Regions from separate parts of the Sus scrofa genome. Here region 2 is linked to region 1. A link is a contact called in public HiChIP or PLAC-seq data. All regions are on one chromosome and are shown on one strand. The core of a region is the stretch at or near the end of the contact, and the rest is flanking DNA. Distances in the headings are between cores, read along the strand shown.

What was found. HiChIP or PLAC-seq counts read pairs in DNA pulled down with a chosen protein or histone mark.
Region 2: a contact with region 1 is called in an H3K27ac HiChIP or PLAC-seq map of alveolar macrophages. The contact joins two enhancer-like sites. A contact is called at or near these places in 1 of 47 Hi-C or Micro-C datasets (epiblast stem cells) and 1 of 2 datasets of contacts at active chromatin or transcription factors (alveolar macrophages).

The regions. Positions count from the first base shown.
Region 1 is chr9:32,978,336-32,983,435 of Sscrofa11.1, forward strand. No RefSeq gene overlaps it. Among named protein-coding and RNA genes, the nearest start is that of BIRC3, 23 kb to the right of the region's middle. Within about 2 kb of position 3,511, at least 12 of the 83 cell types and tissues checked have an H3K27ac peak or open chromatin away from gene starts, as enhancers often do. A contact at or near this core is called in alveolar macrophages, where this site is marked.
Region 2 is chr9:33,262,107-33,267,347 of Sscrofa11.1, forward strand. It overlaps MMP20 (matrix metallopeptidase 20), which reads right to left. Exons shown (of 10, transcript NM_213905.1): 9 at 2,245-2,348; 10 at 1-1,369. The coding sequence ends at 1,269. Among named protein-coding and RNA genes, the nearest start is that of MMP7, 40 kb to the left of the region's middle. Within about 2 kb of position 3,470, at least 2 of the 83 cell types and tissues checked have an H3K27ac peak or open chromatin away from gene starts, as enhancers often do. A contact at or near this core is called in alveolar macrophages, where this site is marked.

The DNA.
Region 1 (5,100 bases), core at 2,261-4,760:
TGAGATGACTCAGTGATAGTACTTGAATTTTGTATTGAGGTGGAATATCTGACAAGTGAACAGAAAATGAATGAGTAAGGTGTTCACCTTAACACTCTTTAAAATACTGTATGATGGCTATATCAGCGGAACACTGAGTAATCATAAAAATTATGTAAATCTGGATTTATTATCGTAGAAGGCTACCATGCAATATTTTTAAGTTAAGAATGCAGGAGTTTCTGCTGTAGTGTAAGGGGATCAGTGCCATCTCTGCAGAGCCGGGGAGGCAGGTTTGATCCCTGGCCCTACAAAGTGGGTTAAAAGGATCCAGTGTTGCTGCAGTTGCAGCATAAGTCACATCTGTGGCTGGATCTGATCCCTAGGCCGGGATCTCCATATGCTATGGGACAGCCAAAAAAGAAAAAAATTCAGATTACAAAATAGTAATTCAATGTATAATTTGAAGAATTTAATGATAGAAAAAGCATGGCATATGTTCACCAAAATGATGACATGATTCTTTGTAGTTATTTTCTGGTTGTGTGATCTTGAGACAGATGTGACCACTATGTACCTTCAGTTTCATCAGTAACAAATGGAGGCAATGATACTTCATAATAATACATGCAAAGCACTAAGCAGAGTGTTGAATACACAAGTACTCAAAATATATTAGCCATCATAATCATTATCCTGTCTGTATTTTATGATTTTATGAGCATGTATATGTTAATGTTATAATCAGAAAAGATAATGAACTTTTTAAAAAAGATAATGCACATTGGGGAGGAGGGAACATAATTTATTCCCATCTGTAAGAACAGTAAGTCGGTTCCCATTTACCCAGAATGTTACATAGTCCCATCTTTTTTTTTTCTTTTTTTTTTTGGTCTTCTTGCTATCCCTTGGGCTGCTCCCTCGGCATGTGGAGGTTCCCAGGCTAGGGGAGCTATAGCTGCCAGCCTAGCCCAGAGCCACAGCAACGCTGGATTCGAGCTGCATCTGCAGCTTACACCACAGCTCATGGCAATGCCAGATCCTTAACCCACTGAGCAAGGCCAGGGATCGAACCTGCAACCTCGTGGTTCATAGTCGGATTCGTTAACCACTGAGCCATGACAGGATCTCCCATAGTCACATCTTTTTAATGTCTGCTTTTCTGGCTATCCTAAACAAGAATTCATTTACCATTTATGGATTAACTCCAGCATTAGGTTTTTTAGTGTCAATTTATCCTAAAGGGTAAAACTTAAATGTTACTAAGTCTAGCATAGAGTAAGGAGTTCAAACTATATTGCAGGTGCAACAAAAGCAATTTAAAATTCTTGATCCTAGCGACACTTTGCACCACAACTCTTGGTAGATAAGGGCTCACTTTCATTTGGAACAAAGACACTTAGGTAAATGTTTGGGTAAGTGGTAGGTACCATAGAATGGAGCTGGGTGTTGATTGGGTGAGGGCTTTACAGGGAAAAGGAAGTGTGTGCTCTTCAGTGCGAGGGGAAAGATGGGAAAAGGGGAAAGCTGAGGGCAGAAGAAGAGAGGAGGGAAAGAGAGGGGAGAGTGGGTTAGATGAAGAGAAGGGAGGGGAGGGAAGAGGCTGGTTGGAGGACTGAAGGAAGGACTTCTCAGAAATGTCTCAGTTGTTATGGGCAGTTGGTAATGGGATGGACCCCAGTGATTCTGTAAAGTCTGTGTGCTTCGGTTGGTGGGAAACGATGAGACGGATAGATTTCATATCTTTGTGGTTGCTGGTTGGACAGAGATAGCTTGTGCAGATGCAGGATTCCAGGAGCATAGGGGATCATGAGACCACATGTATTTCCAGAAATTCGCAGAAAACTTGGACACCCCTAGGCCATGAAACTTGGGCTCAAGACCATCTAAATCTCAAGGGACAAGGGAGGGAGGGCTCCAGGTAGCAGCATTCAGATTACATAAAGGGGTTGTGTGTGTGTGTGTGTGTGTGTGTGTGTGTGTGCGCGCCTGTGCATGCAAGTGAGAGCAAGAGAGGGAGGGAAATTCACAAATGGGAGGAGAATTGGGGAATGGAGAGAGAAATCAGTTGTGCTTATGAAAAATCTAACTACAACTATATCTGAAATCCTGTAATGGTCACATTTCATGCAAATATAGACTCTTCTGGTTTCCTCCCTGCTTCCAATTAGTAGTTGAATGTATTACCCAATCAATATCCCTGACAAGTGGATATCTCAAGTCATAGGAAACTCAGTGCTTTGGGGGGTAGAAAGTCCTTCTTTTGAAAAATGTCTGTGGTTAGGAAGGTTTTTGTTTTGCTTGTTTGTTTCTTTTGTCTTTTTAGGGCCACACCCGCAGCATATGGAGGTTGCCAGGCTAGGGGTCCAATTGGAACTACAGCTGCCACAGTAACATGAGATCTGAGCTGAGTCTGTGACCTACCCCACAGCTCATGGCAGCACAGGATTCTTAACCCACTGAGCGAGGCCAGGGAATGAACTTATGTCCTCATGGTTGCTAGTCAGATTCGTTTCCACTGCACTGCAACAGGAACTCCTGTTTTGTTTTGGTTTTGGGGGGTTTTTTTAGGGCCGAGCTTGCAGCATATGGAGGCCAGGGATCGAACCTGTGTCCTCATGGATACTAGTCAGATTCGCTTCCTCTGAGCCACTTCAGGAACTCCAGGAAGTTTTTCATATTAAATTAACAGTTCATTCATGCATTCATTCATCTAATAAATACTTATTAAGTATGTACTATGTGCCAGGCACTGTTCTATGCATGAGGATTCACAGAAGCTGCCGGGACAGTGCCCTGGCAGGAGTGGCAGTGCAGCAGCGACCTGCACCCACCAGCAAGGCTGAGGCCACAAGGCCACAATGCCAGATCAGTGCCAGTGACTGAGGAGACCTTTACTGACCACTGGGAGAAAGACAAGCCACCCAGAAGCTGCCCAGGGGAAGGGATTTGCATGGGCCAAGAATTCCAGTAATTATAGAAACTGGAGGCTGCTGTCATCATGTCCCACTTTCCAAAACCTATTCACACTCTTCATATCCCAATCCCATGCTGGAATGGCCAAGTTAACACAGGTTACATTACAGATCACATCTCTGCAATATTTTTTTTTTGAGCTATTTTATGCGGGGGGTGGAGGTTGGCTATAGCACAGATCTCACCTGTTGAGATCTTAAGTTCTAAGACTATTATCCATTTTACTGGCTATCAATCCTAGATTTTACTGCAGTATGAAGTGATGAGCAGTCTCTTCATGATGAGAAGTATCTTCATGCAATCTATTCATTATAGTCACTAAAATATTGCAAAGGACAAATTTGAGATCAGATCCCAAGACATCATCAAAATCTGCAGGGAGAAAAAAAATTGTTTGGCAATAATCAGGTTGGATTGTACATTAGATGCAAACTAACACCACTTATGCCATCATCCAGCCAGTTCCTGTTCATTTTGCTGCAAAGATATGGTGAGAGGCGTTGCCAAGGGCTTTGATGAAATTCAGACATCTGCAGTATTACCACCAGTCTCCTAAGCTTATCAAAACAGGAAGTGGGTGTGTCGGACCCAGATCTTTCCTTGTGATTGCAAACTCTCATGGTGATCACTTCTTCATTTTGTAAAAGCTTACACACTACTGTTTGACTAATTCATAGTAGAATCTCGCTTAAGACGATTTTTGCATTTATTTCCCCCAAATTTTCTGCAGAAGTTCCTTTCTTCCATTTTATGAAAATTAGAACGTTAGCTCATTTCCAGTTCCTACACTATTTTGTGTGATTTTCAAAAATTATTATGTAAGTAATGGTTAAGAAATATGTTCTGCACATTTTTTTGAAGTCATTTGTCCAAGACAGGAAACAAGAATAATTTAGAGTTGTTACTGCTTTTTATAACTCCCTCCCTATATTTTTTAATTTTTATTTTATGTTGGAGTATAATTAATTTACAATGTTGTGTTATTTAAGGATTTCAGGTATACAGCAAAGTGATTAAGTTATACATACACCTCTATCAATTCTTTTTCTGATTTTTTCCACATGTAGGTTATCACAGAATATTGAGTAGTGTTCCCTGTATACAGTAGGTCCTTGTTGATCATTTTACATATAGTAGTGTGTATATATTAATCCCAAACTCCTAATTTATCCCTCTCTCCACCTCTCCCCTCATTATCTTTTTTTTTTTTTTTTTTTTTTTTTGTCTTTTGTCCTTTTAGGACTGCACCGGTGGCTTATGGAGGTTAGGGGTCTAATTGGAGCTACAGCTGCCAGTCTACACCACGGCCCCAGCAATGCTGGATTCAAGCCACGTCTTCGATCTACACCACAGTTCACCGCAACACCAGATCCTTAACCCACTGATGAGCACAGGGATTGAACCCGCAACCTCATGGTTCCTAGTCAGATTCATTTCTGCTGTGTCACAATGGGAACTCTGGTCCTGGCTTTCTTTTGAAACCCAATTTTGACCTTCTATTTGCTACGCATTAGATTCTATCTTTCCTGACCGACATAAGTTTGGTCTCATCTCATTATCCCTCATTGCTTTCAACTAAATCAGACTATCAAGCTTTCACTTCAGTTTTTTGGTCCCATCCTCTGGAAACGGCTACCTGGTTAGTGTTTCTCCCAGTCAAGCCTGAATCCCCTGCAGGGGGGTGGGAATAGATGGGGTAAACATTAGTAAGAAAATAACAGAGGTCAAGATAATGAGGATTTCCCATCATGGAGCAGCGGAAACAAAGCCAACTATGGACTGTGAGGAACAGCCTGCATGTTCTGGCTGTGATGTAGGCCAGCGGCTGTAGCTCCCATTCGACCCCTAGACTGGGAACGTCCATATGCCACGAATGCAGCCCTAAAAAGCAAATAAATAAATAAATGAAAGAAAAAAAATTTAAAAAAAGAAGAAAGCAAGCCAGGACCAAGTAAGTACATGTAAGGCTATTGGATCAAATTCAGTGGCTGCTAACCACGTGGTCTCCTGAAAATTTGAAATGGGCTAGCACCACTGAGGAACAGAATTGTTACTTTCAGTTTAATTTAAACTAATTGATTTTGAAATTTAAAAATTGAACCAATGTCATTTTTTTTTCTTCATTAAATACAACCCCAATGTCCT
Region 2 (5,241 bases), core at 2,220-4,719, 280 kb after region 1:
CAACCTCTGGTTGGCTGTAAATAGCCACTTTCATAACAGAAACCAAGCGGAAAGATTAGAGTAACCTGGAGTAACTGATCCAGCCCTTCTTAATACTAAGTCTTTTTAGTGAATGCATGAAATAATTTAGTAAATGATGGCAATAATTATAGCTAATATCTGTTGGACATTATAGATGTTCCAGGTAGTCTCTGAAGTATGTTAAATGTATTTAGTCATCTAATTTTAGAACTACTAAAATGTTCTATAATCCTTACATTCTAGAGGGTAAGATTAAAAAAAAAAGAATTACAGACAACTGTACTTCATCTGTACTAATGGCTCGGTAGAAAGAAAGGGTTTAGCTTGAAGAAAGAAAAACTGAAACAAAAGACAAACTGAATGGAAAGCTATTCAGAAGAGATGCACTTAGATGGGTTAAATAGAGTCATGTGGCAGGTATTTCAGTTTCAGGAAGCAGGAAATAGAGCAAATTACTATGATCTCTTCTGGGTCTGCATATTTACGATACTATCTCAATATTTAAGTTTTCTATAGGTACACAAAATTTGTTGCCAAAGTGTGATAGAAGCTACTAACTAAAGAGAAATGAGGAACTGTTCTTATACAACATTTTGATTGGCGCTTGTTAAAAGCTGTCCTGTTGTAAAGTGCCCTTCTCTTACCTAGTATGAAAACCCATTTGAGTAGATTTGCCCACTATAACCTACTTCAAAGACCAGTGTGAACACATAGAGTCAGAAAAACAAACAAACAATGAGAAACAAAACATACAGTATGTTGTTTGTGATATGTTTAAAGAGGGGTACATGTATATTTATCATAACAAATGTTAAGCTGAAAAAGCTAATACAAATAACAAATAATTATAATTTGTATACTAATGCCATTTCCTATTAAAAAATTTATAATACATGTCAGGGAATCCACAAGTGGGTTTCTTCCTGGAAATAAAAACCAAACTTATCAATTTGCCTCAGTATATTAGGTAAGAAAAAAAAATGGTTGTCTAACTGAAGATTGCATTGTGCTAATTCTGATGTTGTGTACAGTTGACCATACAGGAATTTTACATTTGGATTAAAGTTCTGAATCCACAAGTATGAAATAGTTTAGAAGCATAATTATTTTCCTCGAATTCTAAATTACCCTTAGAATTGAAGGTCAGGGGAAGAATCCCTAACCTGCGTTCTGCTTTAGTCCTTAAGATCCCATTACCAGCTGTTTGCAGTCATCTTCATTTCTCTGGAAAGACTAGACTTTTCTATTTAGCAACCAATCCAGGAATTAGATTTCAACACACTAACCACATCTTCCTTTTCTGTGTCATACTTGTATGCTTTGGGTCCTGAAAAGAAGTAAATGTAGCCTAAAAGAGACAAAGTCGAAGTTGTGGTTACTGACAATGACTTCAGAGGGGAATTGGGAATGAGTCAGGTGACAGTTAGCTAACCCTCTGCATATCTCTCTCTGAGCCCTGGAACCTGACACCCCTCACATGTCAATCATTTCTCATCTTTCTCACTGCCCCTGCTGGGGATGCTTGGTCCTTCTGCTCAGGGTGTTTCCCTCCAGGAAATCCTTTCCCTTTTCCTAGTCAACCTCTAGCCATTTTTAAAATACCATCTGAGGTTCCACGGTGAAATCTGCATCAACTGATGCCTGTTTTGATCTTTTCTTTTTCTTGGAATTATTGTCAAGACTATCACACAATTCAATACTAAGTTATATAGACTGTCATGTTTCCCAGTAATTTCATATGTGTTGGATGGAGAGGCATTTCCCGAAGATGGTAACCATTTCACAAGAGCAGAGACCATATCCGGAACAGTCTTTGCATTGCCGAACAGTGGCCAGTTCTGTGCCACATACTCAAGAAGAATATGCTGACTGACTGATTCAAAAGATTCAGTTAAATTTACTTAACCCAGTTCAATTCAATTTAACTTTCCCAGCTATGTGTTAAATTTCAGAAGTTGGGTGATGGAGTGGGAAAAGGTACCTAGAAGGTACTAATAGACTGGAAAGAGAGAACCATAATGATACCCTTTATACTCTTTCTGGTGGTTAATCTGGCTAGCTAAATTTAGAAGGGACTCAGAGCCAAAAACCAAACCAAATCAAAACAACAACAACAAAAATCCAAGGATTCCTGTTTGGGAACCTGTTTTCTGTGATGTTAAAGCAGACCCCAGATTTCTTGTTACAATTTCAACAAAGAAACTTTTCAGTAGAAACACTCACCGTTTAATTCCACGGCAGCATCTATTTGGCCATTAACTCCTGAAAATTCTTCTTCAGTATTCTTTGGATAGTCTTTATCCATTTTCCTTTTTCGTTCATCATAGCTGGAAGAAGTATTATTTCAAATAATATTAATAAGAGATTTTTATTGCTTGTAGAGGACAATGTGCTATTCAGGTATATTTAGCCAGGGCTGACTTTTGATTTACTCTATTTTTAAATTTTTTTTCTTTTTACATCCACACCTGCAGCATATGGAAATTCCTGGGCTAAGGGTTGAATTGGACCTGCAGCTGCTGGCCTACACCACAGCCACAGCAACAGCAATACCGGATCTGAGTTGTATCTGTGACCTATGCCATAGCTTGTGGCAACACTGGATCCTTAACCCATTGAGCGAGGCGGGGATCCAACCCTCATCCTCATGGACACCGTGTTAGGTTCTTACCCTACTGAGCCACAGTGGGAGCTCCTGATTTATTTTGATTTATTTTAAATCTGTTTTCCTGTCTATCTTTGTCTCTCTCTCACACACAAACACACACATATTCTGACATAACTCTCCCAGGTTCCAGAGGTTCTGGGACTGCTAGGTTGGGAGTCATTGCTCTAAATATTCTCTTAAAAAACCACCAGGTACATTGTTTAGAATGAGTTAAATATTATAGGGTCATATTTCTGTAATTAAAAATTATATTACCTATATTTTAAATTACCTATATTTTAATTACATATAGGTAATTAAATTACCTATATTTTTAATGATTTATTTACTGTTTTAATTTCTCTCTCCATGTATGATTTTCTCGGCTCACCAAACAGTTGAAAGCCCTTTATAGAGGCTTTTATTAATGAGCTTCCTGCTATGTACCTTCAGAGGAGGGATTGAACAAACAATGCAAATGTGTGAATAGTCAGTAGATTAAAAACAAGAAGCAAGAAAATCTAGAATAACTGAAACTCTGCCTTTTAAATCTTTTTAATTAAATTAAATTGCTTTTGTTTCCTAGAAAGATTATACGACTAACTGAAAAGTAGATTAGATTTCTTTTTCTGAATCCACAAATATCATACAGTGATAACTCTAAGGATTGGTTAAGACATCTCTTTGTGATCTAAGTTACCCTTTGTGAAAAAGACTGTGACTTGTATGAATCAGCATGACTTGTGTGAGTTCAGCATGTAGGCAGAGCAGACTCACTCCTTCAAGAAGCTTTCATTTAAAGTGTGAGAAAGTCCCTTTATCATCAGCACAGAGCTCCCAATGGGGGCATTCCCAAGGTGCTCACCCCACTCCTTTCCCACCAAAAGGTCAGACTATTTCTTCTGGTTCCTGGGCTACTGGGAGTTTCCTGTGGTATCAGATCACACCCACCTTCTTCTGAAATGTGCCTCTCATGTGGCTATGACTACACAGACCGGGGGACAGATCTCTCACGATATTAAGCAGGATCGAACATGGGGAAAGAAGTATTCAGGCTGAAACTGACTAGTGGGTTGAGCTGCTTTATGGGGTGTTGAGGGTAGGAAACCAGTTCCTGGAAGTCCGAATTCCCTTTCCAGGGGAACCATTAGAGCCTTCCAATAGCCCAGGGGGAAAAAACCAAGCTATATAAGTTATATTAAGTACAAATAAAAATGGAAGCCATGTACTGTGTTTTGTCAACATCAGAAGTGCCCTTACAGGAGTTTCCTGGTGGCTCAGTGGATTAAGGGTCCAGGGTTGTTGTTGCTATGTTGCAGTTCAGTCCCTGGCCTGAGAACCTCTATATGCTGCTAGCATGGCCAAATAATAATACTAATAATTTGGAGTTCTCTTGTGGTGCATCAGGTTAAGGATCCAGTGTTGTCACTGAAGCAGATTGGGTCACTGCTGTGGCATGGTTTGATCCTTGGCCCAGGAGCTTCCGCATGCTGTGGGTGTGTCCAAAAAAAGAAAAAACATAGGCTAACACTGAGTGTGGAGACAGGGCACCTATACACTATTAGGAAGAGTGGCTGCCCAGTGGCAGGACTGGATTTAGGGAAAGACTGGAGAAAAAGAACAGCCATACATATTCCCTCTCCTATGGCTTGGATTTCTTCTGTTTATTTTGTTCTAATGTCTGAAATCTAGTGTCCTTTGTTAAAAATGGGAAGTGGGAGTTCCTGCCATAGCACAGTGGAAATGCATCCAGACTAGGAATGATGAGGTTGTGGGTTTGATCCCTGGCCTCGCTCAGTGGGTGAAGGATGCGGCCTTGCCATGAGCAGTGGTGTAGGTTGCAGATGTGGCTTGGATCTGGCGTGGTTGTGGCTATGGCTGTGGTGTAGGCCGGCGGCTACAGCTCTGATTCGACCCCTAGCCTGGGAACCTCCATATGCCGCGGGTGCGGCCCTAAAAAGACGACCAAAAAAAAAAAAAATGGGAAGTGAAGTACAGATTGTTCACATATTTATCTTTGTGTGTTAGGTTTTCTTCTCTCACTTCCCTGTGATAGTTGTATTGAGGAAATGATGCTTTGACTGGAGGGAGTGAGGAAGATAATTCTAAACTTGAAATATTTGGGGGGTAGGATGCAAAAGGAAGAACAGAGTGACCAAGAAGCATTTGGCATATCTGTAGATATAGAGGGAAATGTGGTGGCGATGGGAGATGCCCAAGAACATTACTTATTTTCGAATTATTTGCTTAATGTTGACCCCTATACTCAGGGAAAGTGGTGAAATGACTTTCATGTCTTTATTCTTTCTGTCTGCTCGGAATAGAGGATTCAAAACTGAGCTATTATAGTTAGAGCCATGCCTTCCCTTTGCGTGTCTTAAATAGGCATTTATGAGTGATTTTTTAGTACTTGATCACATTTATATTATTTTATGGCAAAATGTGTTCTTAGTTCCAAACAAGTCGACTGACAAAGAATAGCTGTGTTACAAGTTGGGACCTGCTTGTATTATTCTTAAACTGGATGGAGAAATCTGGAAAGTATGAAAGGAGAAAGTAAAGTTTTTTTTTTT